6 separate regions of the Mus musculus genome follow, and all the other regions are linked to region 1. Evidence: chromatin contacts called from public Hi-C data. All regions are on one chromosome and are shown on one strand. Each heading gives the region's core, a stretch centred on a gene start, on an enhancer-like site or on the middle of the called end of the contact. The rest is flanking DNA. Distances are from core to core; before and after follow the strand shown.

What was found. Hi-C and Micro-C count contacts between places; a contact is called where the count stands out from the background.
Region 2: a Hi-C map of the N1E-115 cell line shows a contact between it and region 1, with 8 times the contacts expected there. The contact joins two enhancer-like sites. A contact is called at or near these places in 1 of 484 Hi-C or Micro-C datasets (the N1E-115 cell line) and 1 of 115 datasets of contacts at active chromatin or transcription factors (embryonic stem cells).
Region 3: a Hi-C map of the N1E-115 cell line shows a contact between it and region 1, with 2.9 times the contacts expected there. The contact joins two enhancer-like sites. A contact is called at or near these places in 3 of 484 Hi-C or Micro-C datasets (the N1E-115 cell line and uterus).
Region 4: a contact with region 1 is called in a Hi-C map of the N1E-115 cell line, with 5 times the contacts expected there. The contact joins two enhancer-like sites. A contact is called at or near these places in 3 of 484 Hi-C or Micro-C datasets (the N1E-115 cell line, nephron progenitors and uterus).
Region 5: a Hi-C map of the N1E-115 cell line shows a contact between it and region 1, with 5 times the contacts expected there. The contact joins two enhancer-like sites. A contact is called at or near these places in 4 of 484 Hi-C or Micro-C datasets (the N1E-115 cell line, nephron progenitors and uterus) and 1 of 115 datasets of contacts at active chromatin or transcription factors (embryonic stem cells).
Region 6: a Hi-C map of the N1E-115 cell line shows a contact between it and region 1, with 5 times the contacts expected there. The contact joins two enhancer-like sites. A contact is called at or near these places in 3 of 484 Hi-C or Micro-C datasets (the N1E-115 cell line, cerebral cortex and uterus) and 1 of 115 datasets of contacts at active chromatin or transcription factors (embryonic stem cells).

Annotation. Positions count from the first base shown.
Region 1 is chr8:128,002,684-128,005,542 of GRCm38.p6, reverse strand. No RefSeq gene overlaps it. Among named protein-coding and RNA genes, the nearest start is that of Gm32590, 200 kb to the right of the region's middle. Within about 2 kb of position 1,577, at least 27 of the 459 cell types and tissues checked have an H3K27ac peak or open chromatin away from gene starts, as enhancers often do. A contact at or near this core is called in the N1E-115 cell line, where this site is marked.
Region 2 is chr8:127,693,175-127,695,874 of GRCm38.p6, reverse strand. No RefSeq gene overlaps it. Among named protein-coding and RNA genes, the nearest start is that of Gm32532, 3.7 kb to the right of the region's middle. Within about 2 kb of position 1,409, at least 3 of the 459 cell types and tissues checked have an H3K27ac peak or open chromatin away from gene starts, as enhancers often do. A contact at or near this core is called in the N1E-115 cell line, where this site is marked.
Region 3 is chr8:127,718,786-127,721,674 of GRCm38.p6, reverse strand. No RefSeq gene overlaps it. Among named protein-coding and RNA genes, the nearest start is that of Gm32532, 29 kb to the right of the region's middle. Within about 2 kb of position 1,619, at least 49 of the 459 cell types and tissues checked have an H3K27ac peak or open chromatin away from gene starts, as enhancers often do. A contact at or near this core is called in the N1E-115 cell line, where this site is marked.
Region 4 is chr8:127,533,566-127,536,265 of GRCm38.p6, reverse strand. The region is part of intron 22 of Pard3 (par-3 family cell polarity regulator); the gene reads right to left. Among named protein-coding and RNA genes, the nearest start is that of Gm51558, 60 kb to the right of the region's middle. Within about 2 kb of position 1,300, at least 21 of the 459 cell types and tissues checked have an H3K27ac peak or open chromatin away from gene starts, as enhancers often do. A contact at or near this core is called in the N1E-115 cell line, where this site is marked.
Region 5 is chr8:127,591,477-127,594,438 of GRCm38.p6, reverse strand. It overlaps Pard3 (par-3 family cell polarity regulator), which reads right to left. Exons shown (of 25, transcript NM_001309391.1): 23 at 1,258-1,378. Among named protein-coding and RNA genes, the nearest start is that of Gm32478, 37 kb to the left of the region's middle. Within about 2 kb of position 1,503, at least 9 of the 459 cell types and tissues checked have an H3K27ac peak or open chromatin away from gene starts, as enhancers often do. A contact at or near this core is called in the N1E-115 cell line, where this site is marked.
Region 6 is chr8:128,488,254-128,490,972 of GRCm38.p6, reverse strand. All of the region lies in intron 12 of Nrp1 (neuropilin 1), which reads right to left. It overlaps Gm32643 (a long non-coding RNA gene), which reads left to right. Exons shown (of 7, transcript XR_003947627.1): 1 at 1-2,600. Among named protein-coding and RNA genes, the nearest start is that of Gm32643, 3.4 kb to the left of the region's middle. Within about 2 kb of position 1,427, at least 62 of the 459 cell types and tissues checked have an H3K27ac peak or open chromatin away from gene starts, as enhancers often do. A contact at or near this core is called in the N1E-115 cell line, where this site is marked.

The DNA.
Region 1 (2,859 bases), core at 328-2,827:
CTATTATTCGTTCAGTGAAGAAATTGGGAAGCTACCCGTTCATTGAAAATAGGAAAATTAAGTGTTCTATTTTAATCGTTAGATTCTAACCATTAGATTTTAAGTTAGTTACAAGGCACTGGGGGTGTGGCTCAGTAGAAGAGTTCATGCTTAGTGCTTGAGACACATGGAGTTCAGTCACTAGCAATCCCTTCCCACCTTTAAAACCAGTTGTTTTTCATATGCTTATGGGAATTTACATAAACTCATACAAATACATATTCTCTTGCTTCTAGTCTTCCTTTATTATTGTTCTGGCTTCTCACTGGGTCTCAATGGTCTAGATAATTCCATAGGTACAATATTAAAGTTTCCATAGTTCTTTTATTCTTATCCTCATTCTGTCTTTCTCTGTTTCCATTTAAAAATATTTACATATACAAAACAGACATGTAACACCCACAGAATATAGAACTTCATGCCAGCAGCAACAGAATTCATGCCTGAGAGAACCTCATGCAGGGCAATGATCATCACTTAACAGATACACATCATGTAGTCTTTATGTAAGGCATGCCATAATTTCCTTATTGCAGAACTTGATGGTCTTAGGCCCATCTGAAATCTCTAAACCAGTAGGAATACAGCAGTATGAAAGGCTCAGCCTTGCACTAGAAAGATTTTAGGAGTGATCAATATCATCTGTAAGCAGTAGAATTTGAGAAAAAGAAATTATCCTGAAGTGAGTGAGCCTCCCCAGTCTCTAAGAAGAGTCCTCAGAGAACAAATTCTCCCTAAGACTATGGTGACAGTTATTGTCTGCATTCTGTCAATTTACCCTAAAAATCAGAGACCTGCCTGTCTCCATGTCAACAAACAACAGTACACATATGTACACATATATGTGTCTTTACTGTTCATTTCCTCTGGCAGACTCAGACCCTGGTGTCCCACTGTCCCCTATAGCAGTGGTGAAGGGAATGGAACAAACTCCAGGAATTCAGGAAGTCTGGACTTTCCTGTCACCTGTGTCTACTTATTAGAGTTGTCATCAGCAATGTGTTTGGCCTGGCCATTTCCCACAGGTCATTCCTGCTTTAAGATTCTCAGGCCCAGAAAACCGATCCCAGGGCCTTCCCTTCCAGACCATTGTTCATGCCCTCTCATTAGAATCTAATAGCTGGAGTGAGCATCACAGATTATATTATCCAAGTTTATTGTTTATATTTTAAGTGCAAATAAAAATTCTCAGTTCATATTCCATTTCTTCTTCCTAAACCAGGCATGTACATCTGTGGGATTTGGTGAGTATGTCAGCAGACTCTCACAGCCCTTGGAAAGCTCTGCCAAGAACAGCTTTAACAACACAAAACTGGGGTAGGGTGGGAGGGGCTGGGGAATTTGTCCAAAGCCTTGAAATGCTAGCAGAAAATTGATCAAAGCCAAGATGAGTTTCACCCAGCTCTTTTAACGAGCTGCTAATATCGTAGTGGCATTCTTGTCAGGATAATTTGTCACGCATGTCCCTGTGTGGGCTCAAGTCCTTTCATAGTCATCATCCCTAACTAGTGACACAGGCAACTTGTCTGAAACAAACCTCTGAGGATGGGGAAGGCAAGTGTGGGAGGTGAGGGTGAAGCTCAGCCAATGGCTGCTGACAGTCATCTGAGCCCCATCCACCCCCAGATCACACAAACACAACCTCCACCAGCTCTACCTTTGTTCAACACACTACAACATCACTTACATTTGTGTGATTGCCACAGTCATGCCCACTGCCTCAAAGACACTGCCTAGCAGAAAAAAATGTCACCTCTTGAAAAATAATATGTTGTCAACACCAGCTCCAGACCAATAAAACACCATGAAAAGTAGGATTCCTCATTAAAAGAGCAGAATGGTGACCCCTCAACCCGGGCAGAGTGCACTTGGGCACAGTGACAGCTTGTGACCCAAGAGGGCCTAGAGCCCCAGCACTAGCCACAGGCTGTGTGGTTCTCATTAGGAGTTCATCCATCACACCAGGACTCATTCAAGTGGCATTCAGACTATGCCATCTCCTGTCACTAGTGTGCTACAAAGGCCCCTTTCTTTCCCTCTACTTTTAACATAAGGATACCAACAAAACATCTGTTGAGGGTAAAGAAGACAAAAGATGAGACAGAATTCTAGGTGCTGTGGGCATCAAAGATAGAGACAATGGCCATGCCCTGGACTAAGTTAACACTAGGTCTCTTCTGTGTGAGCTACCCAGCCTGAGGAGAGCAAGCATAACCAATTTATATACTATATTATGACTATATACTATACATTATGAAGAAGTTTTACTGGGTTTTAAAGAAATACTCAGTTATTGGGGCTGGTGGTTGGCTCAGTTGCTAAAGTATTTCCTTCATAAGCATAAATGACTGAGTTCAATTCCCAGAACCCACAGAAAAACAAAGACATGTATGGCATGTGCACTTTTAATCCCACTCTATTTCTCTGGGGCTCACTGGTCAGCCTGCCTGGCCTACTTTGGTGATCTCCAAGTCAAAAGGAGACCATGTCTCAGCCCCTAAACAGTAGCAGACAAGGCTAACCTCTGGCCTTCAAATCACCCACACACAGGAACAAGCACCCACAGATACATACATAAGCACACAAATACAGCTTGAAATTTGGAATTATTTTAGGTACAGTGAATGTACTGCCGCAAGCAATACTCATTATGCTCATCTGGGAGATAGAGGCAGAAATAATACAAACCCAATGCTATTCTTGACTACACAGCTGGTTTTAGGCTAGTGTAGACTACCAGAGTCCCTGTCTTTAATGGTAAATGCTTTCACTTGAATATAAACACCTCCAATGGAGCCACAACAGCAGAGCCAATTATGA
Region 2 (2,700 bases), core at 160-2,659, 310 kb after region 1:
TATGAATGCCAGGAGACTAAGGCAAGAAGATCTCTAAGTTCAAGGTCATCTGGGAAAAGCAAGTCCAAGATCTAGGCATGGGGGTACACACCTTTAATCTGGGCCATACCTTCTGCTGGAGACCTACAAAAGGACATCGGAAGGAAGATTTGCTCTTTTTTGCCTGCATGCCTTGTGGGATTGAGCAACTACTAGATCCTTGGACTTCCATTTACAGCTGACCATTGTAGGGGAGTTGTACTACAGACTATAAGTCATCATAACAAATTTCCTTACTATACAGAGACTACCCATAAGTTCTGTGACTCTAGAGAACCCTGACTAATACAGCCAGCAAGTACATTATAGAAGCTGTGGGGAAGGGGAAGCCTTGTCCTTACCAGTGAGGTCCTCTGAGCTTACGGCATGCTTGCTTTCTTCATGAACTCCTCCCCCAACCCCACCTCAACAATCTGGACACCTGCACCCTCTCCTCTGCTTTCATAAGGTATATCCTCTTCAGGAATCTCCAACTGCATTAATGAGCAAAGGAGTAAAGTGGGAGGAAGGAGAACAGGGTTGAGGCTTGGTGGCTAGAGAAACTGAGCACCCAGGGATCTGGGTTCCTCTCCAGCACTACACACACCAGGTGTGATGGTGCACATTTGTAACCCCAGCACTCAGAGATGAAGGTAGGAGGGCCAGAAATTCAAAGTCATCCTCAGCTACACAGAGAGTTCAAGGCCAGCTTGTGGCATAGGAGAGTCTTTCTCAAAAGGGGAAAAAGAAAACTTTCATCACATTCCGAAATAGTATGCTACGGAGGGGGAAAAATGTTTGAAAGTCTCTGGGCTTTACTGCTGCCTACTTATTACACACACGGCGTGAAAAAAAAATTGGTGAGGTTCATCAAATACTTTCTTATGACTTTTTAACTTATCCAACTCAGCAGAACACAGACATTCACAGACCCACAGACATCAATAAATCTGCCTGAGCCTTAATTAATACAGCTGCATCGCCACACAGACAGAACTTTAAAGAGTCCATTACTGTCGTTCAGCCTGCTAGCTGCTTTCCCCACAGTGGCGCCAGCACTCTGAGAAGTTTAGAATGTCAAATATTTTGTAAGTGGGCTTTTTTTCCTTTCTCTAAAAATATCCAAACCAAAACTGAAGATGCAGAGATAAGTCCACCATCCAGCAGCTTCTACTTTAAGCTCAGCATATATTATGTGCCCGTGTCCTCCTTTTTTTTTTTTTTTTTTTTTTGGCTTTTCGAGACAGGGTTTCTCTGTTTAGCCCTGGCTGTCCTGGAACTCACTTTGTAGACCAGGCTGGCCTCAAACTCAGAAATCTGCCTGCCTCTGGCTCCCGAGTGCTGGGATTAAAGGCGTGCGCCACCATGCCCGGCACCCGTGTCCTCTTAAATGGCCTCTGTAGGCATGCATACTTTCTAATCTCTTGGGTGGTGCAGTACCTGGGCCTCTGAATCCTGCCCTGGTCCTACCAACTTTGTAGATGCAGCCATTTGGAAATAATGGATAGGATACTGCTGTATCCCCAAGGCACCCCCCCTCCACCAAGGAAAGCCTCTGGTTGGTACTGTAACACTTTATCTCATAATTATCTCCCTGGCAAAGAGCTGAAGGTTTTAAATTTTTCCTGCTGGTCAGTGTCAACCAGAATAATGGGACAGATTGTCTATAGAATGTGCTTGTAGTGTGGCCAGGGCTCAGCTTAGTGGTAGATAGACCTGTCTTAGATCCATGAGAAGTCAGCTAAGAACTCCTCCAGGGGTAGAATTGAAAACATGGAAGCATGCTATTGCCAATTTTCACCTGAGATTATTTTGTGTGATATGTGCATATGTGCACATGTTTGTGTGTGTACGTGTACTTGTGTGCACATGTATGTGAGCATCAGAAGTCAACTTTGGGCATCACACCCTTTTAATTTACTTAAGGTCTCTCTCTGGCCTAGAGCTAACAAGTTGTGCTAATCTGATGATGAGCAAGGCTGAGGGATCTGCTTGTCTTCATCTTCCCAGGACTGGGATGGCAGGCAAACACTGCTGTGCCTGGCTTTTGTCAGGTGGATTCTGGGAATAAGACTCTGGTCCTCATGTTTGAAAGGCAAGTGCTCCACTGACTGAGCCTCTCTTCAGCCTCATATTTCTTTCAGATCTATTACACATAGTTTTGAAAATTTGCCGTTCTGTCTGTCTCTCCAATGCTGACATTTTTCCTCTGATGATCACAAGAGGGGAGTCTGGAAAACCAGATTAGTCATGTGGCCCGTAAACCGGAAGAACAGCATTTGACACACCAGCATTACAGATGAACAAGTGAGTGGAGGCCTCTGGGTATGTATGCATATGTTGGGTGTGCATGCTCCAAATGTGCATATGAAGAGCAAATGTCAGCCTTAGGTGTTCCTTCCTCTACTGATCCCTTCCTTAGTTATTGAGACAAGTTTCTCACTGAACCTGGAGCTCACCTGATTGGCTGCCAGGGAGTCTCTAGGATCTCTGTCTGACTTCTCAACACTGTAATTACAGGCTGCTGCTATCTTATCTAGCTTCTTCCCTTGCTATCATAATTAGCTTCTTACTTGGGCACTGGAGCTCTGCACTCAGGTCCTCATGCCTATACAGGCTCCTGCTACCTTATCTAGCTTCTTATCTGGGCACTGGGGCTCTGCAATTGGGTCCTCATTCCTG
Region 3 (2,889 bases), core at 370-2,869, 280 kb after region 1:
GAGGACCAAGGCTTGGTCCCCATCACCCACATGGACCCAGCTCACAACTGTCCATAACCTCAGTCCCAGGGGATCCAATGTCCTCTTCTAGCTCCACAGTTACCAGGAATCATGTGGTACGCATACATGCACTCAGGAGAAACACGCATACAACTTAAGTACTTCTAAACACTAAAGCATTTGAATGAAGAACACAGCAGTGTCGTGACCTGAGATATCTCAGCCTCCAGAATGACGAGAAATAAATGCTTGTTATTTATGAACCACCTGATGCCTGGTTCTTTGTGTGAGTCCTGTTGGACGTGTTCAAGAAGCCTTACTGAATTAGAGAAATCACTGTGACAAAGACATCAAGATCCTACATTCTTGGTTCCCACCTCTTGTCACATCATGTGACCTTGAAGACTGTAGATCACCTTGCAGATCTCAGCAGGATCCATGTCACTGGCACATAGTGAACTGTCCATAAATATTACATGTAATATATTAGTATTACTGTTTTTCTCTCTTAAATTCCAAAACTTAAGCATTAAGCACATAGATGATGTTTCCATAATGAGGTCAGCTCAAGAGTTCTGCCTTGGCCCCAGGCCCAGCTATAAGAGGAGCACTGCAGCCAAGCCAAATTCCGTTGTGTGTGTGTGTGTGTGTGTGTGTGTGTGTGTGTGAGAGAGAGAGAGAGAGAGAGAGAGAGAGAGAAAGAGAGAGAGAGAGAGAGACTAATTGCCTGCTGTGAAATAGAGCAAGAAGTGAGCTCCCAGAGTTTGGCTATAAAAACAGCCCTCTCCCTACTCACTTTAGTCCCAGTCTCCTCCTCCTCATCTCCTTTCCCTTTCTCATTTGCATAATGCTCAAAACACCCAGTAACTGGCGATCCCTGGACCTGCAGCACTTCTCCGAAAGCTGCATTATCTTTAGCAGCTGACTGGAGTCCAGAGGCAATAACCATTTCAGACTAGCCAGAAGGACAGGAAAGAAGAAAAATCATGTTAGTCAGGTAGCTCTTGCTGCCTTATCGGCACCAGCAAACACCACACCAGAGGGCAGGATAAAGAGGAGTTAGGAAATAACGACCTTCCGGAGATACCTGGGCTTCCAAATTAGATATGCAGTTGTTAAATAGATTGTGTGCAAAGGCACAGCTTTTAGCTCAAACATGACCTTCAAAGGGCTTTTTCCCTTAGATTCAAAAATGAAAAGCCCCACATATTTCAAAGAGCAGATCCAAGCACTAAGCTTGTTGTCTCAGCCCCCACCCCTGCGGGTAGGGCACACTACAGACCTTTCTCAATAATAGCCCCATTGGTTTTTATTACACATTATCATGTATCCTGACGCTCTTTATCACACTGGGAGGACGGACTGCCTTTATCATGGTTTATCTCATTCTGAAGTTATCCTATCAATATCCACCGGGCAAGGCTGTCTTTCTAGATGGCAGTACAGAACGGCCGATAAACAGGAACACTGCTGCCTGGATGATCAGTGGTGAGATAAAGAGAATGTGGCCGTCTGGAAAAAAAATCAACTGTGCTTGGCAGAATGTCTGGATAATCTGTAATGTGGCCAGGAGTGATTCATCACTGGACAGAGTCACCCTCACAACCAGTGACAGAACCAAAAGTTCCTTTAGAAAGTGCCTCCCGAAGACAGCCCAGAGGATGCTGTCATCCCTTGTCCTGGGGAATCTAGGGAGGCTTTGTTTAGACTGATCTCTCCTAAAGTTACATTCCATACATACTAGGCCCAGAGCACAGTAATTGAGCTGGTACCCACAATGAGATCGAGACACAGACTATCTTTGTTGCTCCACGGTTTGTAAATCACCTAAGAGACCCCAAAAGGACAAAGGCTGCTGCAGGTTCCTTGATGTCTCAATCCCTCCCTTCTTCTTTCTGCCTGGCACATTCTAAGAATGTGGACCATTTGGGTCTTCCACAGAAAGCTTTCCACAGGCTAAGATGAGTAAACACACACAGCTTGTTTTCTCAAACAAGCATTCTGACATCCAACAGCTTTCTTCAACTTCAACAGTCCTGTCAAATGTAGTGTTCAAAATGAAATTATATGAATGGTCTAGTTTGAAAGTCTGTTGTAATAAGGCATTAAATTCTACCAAATATAGTAAGACACACGTGCTCTCGTACTTCTTTAGGAAAAGGCAAAACACATTCTTGAATTAATAAAAATAAAGCATCTAAAAAAAAAAAACCAACAACAAAAAACCTTGATCTGTATGAGGCAATAGAACTCATTCCTGTGATGAATCCACTAAGAGCATACAAGATGATCAGCATGCTTCTTGATTCTCTCCCCCTCTCCCTCTCCCTCTCCCTCTCCCTCTCCCCTCTCCCTCTCACCTCTCCCTCTCCTTTTCTCTCCTCTCTCCTCCCCTCTCCCCCCTCCCCCTCCCCCTCTCCCTCTATATGTATCCCTGGCTGTATAGATTAGGCCAGATTCTAACACAATGTTGGCCAGCATGGTAACACACACCTTTAATCCCAGTACTAAGGAAGTTTACTATTCTTATCAGCCTTGTATCTCTGGCTGCATTATAGATTAGGCTGGTCTCTAACTCAAATGTTGGTCAGGCATGGGAGCACACTCCTTTAATCCCAGTACTCAGGAAGCTTTGTAATCTTATCAGCTGTGTCTGTGAACCAGGGGCAAAATCATCCCCCAAATTATAACTTCACAGAGGAACTAAGAGATCAGTGACCAGGACAGATTCTTTGACCTCCTCGCTAATCAGAGGGGCTGCAATTCACAGGCAATTGAGCAGAAGTTATTTCCTTTCAATAGCAATTGAACCATTATAACAAAGTCCTGAATGCTGTGGCTAGGTTGACTCAGTTAAACTCTATATAAACTCATTGTCTTTCGAGAGAA
Region 4 (2,700 bases), core at 51-2,550, 470 kb after region 1:
AATGTATGCTATTTGTCTGTCTTGAGATTGACTGAAGTCTAGGGTTAAACCCAGCTTTGACATCTAAGTTAGTTGAATTCAGTACCTAGTGTGGAGTTCTGAGTGGCGGGGCAAGCCTTCCCTAGATCACACAAAACATCTTTTTGAGTTAAACAAGTAATTCTTCCCACTGAAGCATCTAATTTGAATTTAAACATTTCTTTACATGCTACCTTAATTAGATGCAAGTTCCTCTCAGCATCTTAATTTTATGCATTTTACACTTCTAAGCAGCACTAGTGAGGACTGCTTATTTGCATTCATTTACATACAATTTGCAAGAAATGTTGAAAAACCTAGAAAGAAGGAGATTGTAAATTTATGGATTTTTTTTCTTCAAATAAAAATGTCAGTTCTATGAGGAAACAAACAGTAGTTTTTCTCCCCCTCCTTGCCCACTTTGGTATTTTCAAGGCGATTTTTAATACATATATACATAAAGAGATCTATTTAAGGAATGCCAGGATAGGAAGATTCCCCTGCCAGTTAACAGCCAGGAAAAGGCTCCAAACTTCCAACTGCTGTAAGAAGGAACGAACTCAAGCAGATGATACCTCCCAAAATACATTATCTGAAAAGTGCATCTCCCTCCACAATGAGGGCGCATTTGATCAGTTCTGCTCTGAGGATGCATTCCCTGCCAGACTCATTTCTTTAGTGATGGGCAGTTCATTCCTGAGACTTTCAGTTGTGTTAATTAGATTTTCTCCATGTCCACCTATCCTCTTGAGCTTGGATTTATATTCACAGAACTCCTCACCATCCTTTCAGGAGCTTCTTGGAGCGGTGCTGCAGTCTGGTTTCTCACTGCAGATGCAGGCAGTCGATACTTCCCAGGTTTTCAATGCCTCACATTTGAACTGACATCGCTATTATTATTCTTGGGCTCAGAGACTGCCCTGGAGATAGCTCTGTGTGTGTGTGTGTGTGTGTGTGTGTGTGTGTGTGTACCAGGGAGGGACCGGGATGGCAGAATATACGTAAAATATAAGTGCCTTCAACATTAAAATTTTATCTTTCTCATTCCACCAAACATGATGCAAGGCTTCCCCTGCCCCCACCAAGCTTCATAAATAACCTCCCTGATTCCAGAATGCTCCCTCCTTTACATATTGAAAGCAATTTTCAATTCCGGCTCTGAAGCAAGCTGCTTGTCCAAAATAAGACACACTCAGCAAAATGTGAGTTTTGACATGCTTCGAGCTGAACAGTCATGTTTTCTGGCAGATGGAGTTTGTTCTTGAAAAGGAGATGAGGAGCCAGACTTGGCAGCTGCCCCTGCGGAGCAGCCAAGGGGAACAGAGGCTGGGACACCTCTGCTACAGCAAGTCCCCACACTGCAGGTCCCAGGGGCTGCTCTGTGGGGTCCATACCAGTCATGTGGCTTCCTGGGCCCTCCATCTCCCTGATGGAAAAATGAGGTGTACACACACACACACACACAATCACCATTTCTATCTACCTGCTTAAAAATGGGTGTGGTACTCTGACAGACACAGCACTTGCCTGGCACACACAACACACTGAAAACAAATAAATGCATGAGAATACTCACAACTGATCACTTCTAACTTACTTACTACCCTTGCATATTGCTTCTGAACACTTCTGCTTATGGTTACTGGAAAATAGACTTTATACAGCAAATGTGATTCCCTGCCTCAGAGGAAGTCAAATCCAATGAACCAATACTGGTTAGAATGTCACCCTGTGTTACTGACACTTAATTTGGTGAATGCCCTCACTCCTGGCGTTGCACTATCAGAACGGTCCTTAACTGTCTTAACATAAACCAACACAGTTTCTCAGTGTGAAATCAACATGAGCAACGGACTGCCTCATTTCACAAATAAATATGCTAAACAATGTTTTCTGAAAGAAAGCACAATTTATAATTAATGAATAATCATCTGTCAAAAGGGCTCCATACAATTAATCCAATGTTTATGCTACTGTTGAACTCTTATGCTATCTAGTTCTAATCTCCATGAGTATCTGAATGTGTGAATGTGTGTGGATGCCTGAGGCCAGACTCAGCTTTCCTGCTGGCCTAGAACTTACTAAGTAGGCAAGCCTAGGAATAGAAGGATGTGCCACTGTGCCTGACTTTTTGATGTGGTTGTGGAATGATCACATGGACAAACTCTCTCTCTCTCTCTCTCTCTCTCTCACACACACACACACACACACACACACCCTCCCCCATAACATACTTGACCTGTACATAACATGATCAACCATTGTTATTTCCTGATGTGCCAACTGGACTAACAGGGGAATCTACAGAATGCTCCTAAGGTGCAGTGTGAAATGTAGTGGAGTCCTCCACAGAAAGCTGCCTACGGTGTGGGATGTTCATTCCAGAAATATTAGCTCTAACAGATGTGGTGAGACCTCAGTCATATTTAGTCAGCTAATTAGTTCTAATAAAGACTCTTCAGAGTTACACAGCATACCAGGAGTTCATCCCAGATCTGTGACATGACACTTTTAAGCAGAGTACTTCAAATCAGGATGTTTAAATATTGTATAAAATTGGTTAAAGAGTATCATCATTTGAGAATCACTTAAACAACAACAACAACAACAACAACAAAACAACTTTTTAAAGTCTTTCCTATTCTTGGAGTGAGAAAGGGGCTTTCAACTCTTTATGTAGCT
Region 5 (2,962 bases), core at 254-2,753, 410 kb after region 1:
TTCCAAGAACTGTTTTGAAGGGACTCATTAACCTCTGGGCATGGCTCCTCAGCTTCTGTGCCTCAAGTACAAGGACAGCACAGCTGCCCCACTATAGTTCTTAGGCATCTGGCCATTCTTACATACTCTTGAGCTACTGGGGTGACCCAACTTCTAGCTGCACAGGTCCCCCTACTCAGACTAACTAGCTCTGACCCCAGAATTCTCATCAGGACTGAAGCACATCCTGGCCTTTTACCTGTTGGTCTCTCCCATCTCAATCAGAGTTTCTCTAAAAATTTGTTTCCTTCTCTCTTAGTCCTCCAGACAGTCAATGGGGGTGGACCTACCACCAGGGCTTGAAGTTTTAAAGCCCAGAGGGGTGTTTGCCTCTGTGAGCAGCTCTTACTGACTCATTCCCACCCTCCCCAGAAAGCCTTCCAAACAAACCTTTCCTGTCTACAACCCCTACTCTTTTGCCATCTCTCTACCCAGATGTGCCACCAAGTTTCACAGATGCAGGACACAGGAGTAGCAGCCACAGTTTTGTTCTGTGGAGATCACTGAAATGGCCGCACATGGGATGGATGAGAAGAGAGGTGAAAACAGACAAACAGGAATTCGACAAATACTTGACAGGACTGGGGATGTGGCTCAGTTGGTAGAGAGTGCTTGCCCAGGATGCGTGAAGTCCTGGGTTTGATGACCAGCAACCACAGCTAACAGGCATGATGATGCATGTTTCTGTTTCCATGGGAAACAGAAGCAGGAGGATCAGGAGTTCAAGGTTATTCTTGACTATATAGATGGGGGATGGAAATGGGGGTAGCCTGGGCTATATGAGGCCCTGTCTCAATAAAACATAACAGAACAAAACAAAAAGTACCAAGGGAGGTTAGAGAACAGAGAATTACCAATTTCTGTCTCAAAGACACAAAGGATCATGAGCTGAACTTACGTTGGCTCTGCTCTACGAAAAGGCATTGAGTAAACCTAATAGCAAATGCAGTGGATAGAGAGCAGACATTCTGTGGTGGTGTCTCATCATACAGCTATTTTGAACCTATTACACAGCAGACAGATGGTAGAACAAGATACAAAATGAGATTAGCAATGATGGAACCCAGATGGAAATGAGGGAAAGGTCAGAATGCTAAAGGTCAGAGGGATTTGGCTCCATCTTGTCTTATTTCATAAAGGACTGAGGTCATAGCTCAGGGGCCTCTCTTTCAGGGCAGCTGTTAGCCTATTTGCTGGGCAGAGGGACCAAACACTCACCCAAGATTGCTCAAAGCTGTAGGTACGGCGCCGGTCTTCCACATCCTCATCCTGTTTGGCTTGCTGGAACTCTTGCCGTAGACGCTGTATCCGGTCATGGTTGCTAGGAGTGGATCGATTGCTAAAAGAGAAGGGGCAACCGTGAACACCCTCAAGAAAAAGCAACCATAAATCACAGTTGGGGGAGGGGGGCAGGGGGAGGAAGGGCAGCTAGCTGTGGAATGTTGCTCAAACAGGAAGTGGATTTTTACAACAGAATCTGGGCATCTGAAATGGCCATTTGTTCTCAGGACTTAGGCTCACTGCGGCTATACTGGCAGAGCTCTGAGAGAGTGAACTGTGTTTGGAGAGAGAGACCTCTTTTCAAGGTCTCACTTCCTTTCTATAATCTGGTTAGGTGCTGGTGGCAAAGGTTTGGAAGGATGTGGCTTTGGTCATCAGAACAATTAGGGTCCAGACCAGTTCCTCCAGCTCCCTAGCCCACAGCACGTCATTCTTCCTTGACTTTTACATATGAAACAGAGATAATTATCTTCTATAAATACCATCCTAATCAAGTGGCATGACACTAACCTCCCCCCAACAAACAGCAACAACACTCAGCCTCACAAGCCAAATGTAGCATATACTGAGGGTTCTGATGTCTGTGTGGGAAGCCGAGGCAGGAGGATCGAAAGTTCTCTTCATGCCTGAGCAGTTTAGTGAGATTCTGTCTCAAATTAAAAATCATACCAAAAATTAAACGAAGCTGGAGATGTGGCTCGGGGGTACAAAGCCAACCTAGCATGTTTTCTCTGCCGAGTTGCAAACCATAAATATATATGCACCTGTGTGGGTATCTCTGTGCATACATGATTGTATGTTTATGCATATATGTATCTATGAATGTACAGATGTTCATGTGTGTAGTATGTGCATGTGAATACATGTGTGAATATGTGCATGTCCTTGCTGATATGCAAGACTGTATCATATCGCTATTTCATCAGCTTCCTGTTCACATGTCATCAAGGCCACACACAAGATATGATTTTCACAGTATAATGAGAAAAGTAGAAAAATCAAGTTAAGGTAGTGTTTGAGCAAACCACTTGCTTAAACAATGATTCTTTCATCATTTTGTACAACACTGAGCTTCCCTTTGTAGTAAGAACAGCTGTAAAGATTGGTAGAGAAGGCAGTTTCCCCTCACCTCACCAAATGTGAAAACTGACATTTTAAGGGGGTGACTGGCAAATGTTTTGGTTGGATTGGTCTGAGAACATGAAAGTTAACAGGTCTGTAAATGTACTGTTTCGAATCAGGTAGCTGTTGGTGCAGTCTCAAAAGTTCCCTCCTGCTTCTGAAGCATGCAGGTCACTATTCCTACTGGCTTTTTAAAATAGAGATATAGCTGACTCTTGTTCCAGGATATTAGCACTAGCTACCAGCCTACAGTTCCTTCTCTTCCATACCAACACTGACTGTCTAGGCATGCTATGCACATATTCACACACGTATATGCATGCACATACCACACACACACAAAACACATCGAACATCCATACATTCACAGATACATACATGCATAAACACTATGCTAGATGCCAGCATAGTGACAGAAAAGTGAGCATTTTCCAACATTACTGTCCCTGTAACATTACCGTTCCCTTAACATTACTATCCCTTTACTGACTGTGGATTTTTGCTCCCAACATGTATCAAT
Region 6 (2,719 bases), core at 178-2,677, 490 kb before region 1:
CAAATCAATGCATTTCAGTGGGGCTGGGATCTGGATTGTAGAATTCAGTGCTGACAATTCACCTTGGATATGAAGGTGACCAATCATCCAAAGTATCAACAGACATTTGTAGAGGGAAAAACAAACAAATAAAACCAAAAACAAACAAAAAACAAAAAGCCAAAAAGCTGCATAAGGATCAGGAAAGAAGAAGAAAAAGACAGAGAAAGAAGAGAAGAAAGTTGAGTAGAGGAAAGATATGAAGATGCAGGGACCCTGATGGCTAAGCTTTTAAATTATTACTCAGGCCCTGGAGTTGTGCACAGTTCTCATTAAATTCAATAGTAATAATTGGACTAAATCCCTTCTTAAAAATAGCAGGAAACAATATTCTGAACTTAAAACAAATTTATGGCCTCTGTGAGCAAATGCCAGCTGTGCTGCTGAAAGGATCTTGCCTGCAGTTGGGTCATTAAGCACAGGATGTGAGCAAGGATTTAATTTTCAAGTCGAGGTTCCTATCTAGTATGATCACTGCTTGGTTATCAGCTGGTCCTAAAGTCCAAGCAAGAGGGATATGGAAGCCCACACAATCATAAGTCACCAACATACTGTGAGCTGCTGTGAGGATGTGGAAAGACCCTCAGAGGGTCAAAGTCCTTTGTAAAGAGAACTGCATTAAACAGAGGGGTCTGTCCAAGCATGAATACCCTTTTATGCCTCTAATGACAGCAACCTAGGCAGTATATGGATATTGTATTCCTGCTGAGTTTCTTGTATTGATCAGAATCCTCAAGATAAATTTCTCTCCTCTATGTGTGTGTGTGTGTATGCACATGTTCATGTATGTGTGTATATCTATGTGTAAGTCAGAGGTCAATTTCAAATGTTATTCTTCAGGCACCATCCATCTTGTGTTTTGTGATTGGCTCTCACTGGGGCCTGGAACTTGCCATGTAGGCCAAGCCTGCTAGTCAGTGAGCCATGGCGATCTGCCTGTCTCTATCTCTGAGCATGCTCCATATACTCTGCTTTTGTGTGGATTCTGATGATGGAACTCAGGAATTCATGCTTGCACAGCAGGGGTAAGTGCTTGCATACACTTACTGAGATACCCACTCAGTTCTTAAAACAGAATCTTAAGATTTTGCTTAGTTTGTAACTGCTCAGGTAAACAGAATTTTGATGAAGACATAGGGTCTGTCTGAGGCCATCTGTGAAGTGTGAGAGGCCTGTAATGCATCAAGTTTTAGGTGTGGTCAGCCTCACCTTGAGCTAGACCTCTGTCTGGAAGCACATTCCATCTCTGTGAGGCCCATGCAGTGACCTAACCAGAAGGTTGCAGTGAACAGATAGCTTTTAAAGGTCAACAGTTCATGACCCTCCAGTGAGGAGCTGAAGACCAGATTTATAACTCAGACAATGGAATAAACAGGAAACCATATAGACATTGTCTATCTCTATGATCAGCCAGGCTGTTAGAACCAGTCTTTGTCTAGATGGTGGTAGTAACAAATCTTATGGATTCATGCGCTGTACACCTGCCCTCTGACTTTGGTGAATGCTAAGATTGGGCTGACAGCCCCTTGTTTATAAGACCTTCACAAGCATGACCAAGAGGTCCTGTTGAAAGCAAATGTGTTATCAAAACCTCTCCTGGTGTGGTCACCATGACTCTCACTTTCATGCTTTTTGAAGATAGCCATGCTCGTTTAATAGAGGAGATGAGAGACTAACGAAGCAGTAGAGAGACTACTTCAGGGTGCTTCTAATCACTTCTGGCAAGAAAAGAAACTAGATGAGCAACTAAAATGTACATGGCGTCATCACAACTTCATATACTCCCTTCATCCTCTTCTGATAGAGGGCCAAAGACAGTATATTGAGAGTCATAGTCCTACAGCTTCACCCCCACAGAGAAGCCCCATTTGCAGACCAGGGCCGTCCTCCTGGTAACAGACAGGGAAGAGTAAAATATCTGCAGACAGACACTGTGACTAAAGTCAAATTACAACAGGTATGAGCAGGAACACAGCATTTGGGGGATTTCCTTTGCCTAACGTCTGAGGGGTTTGGGATGCGGGAGCAAGCGTTTTGTCAGCTGAACTCCTGAAAACTGGGGGAAAGTTCCAAAGAAGTTTGTCTTACAGTTTAATTAGGTCAATGGTAACAGTGGCCTTTAAGGAAGCATGCTAATTAGGGAAGTCCTTTCTAGTCCTCTGTGAGGCAGTCAGTGTGGAGGAAACACCGATACACACCACACGGTCCATTAATAAATGACTGCAGAGGCCAAGGCTGAGTGAACTTCAATAAAGGAAATGGAAGAATCTGGGAAGCTGACCCTCTCACCTTCCTCTAATGATTAACTCTAAAGTATTTAAAAAAAAAAAAAAAACCTCTGGTTGCTTATACAACTGCTTCCCTTCATGTGAGTCTGTGGGGAAGAATGTCACAGAATACTAACAGAAAACAAAAGAGGGCAGCCTTTGATAACCCGCACGCACGGTTGGGCGGACAGAGTCCTTGGGTTTTCCTCTGAGCTAAAGGATAAGGGGGATGCTCCCAGGGTGTTTCTCAGCCCGGGCACAGTGTAAACCTTGGTTTCCTGAGCCAGTCTTGTGGTAAGTGCTGTTGTAAAACTGCCAACTCTGTGGCAGGCACAACAGACAAACTTTGCGCTTCTTGATTTTGCAGAATGGTGATGAAAATAAATAGTTAGGCTGTGGCTTGTGAGATTTCT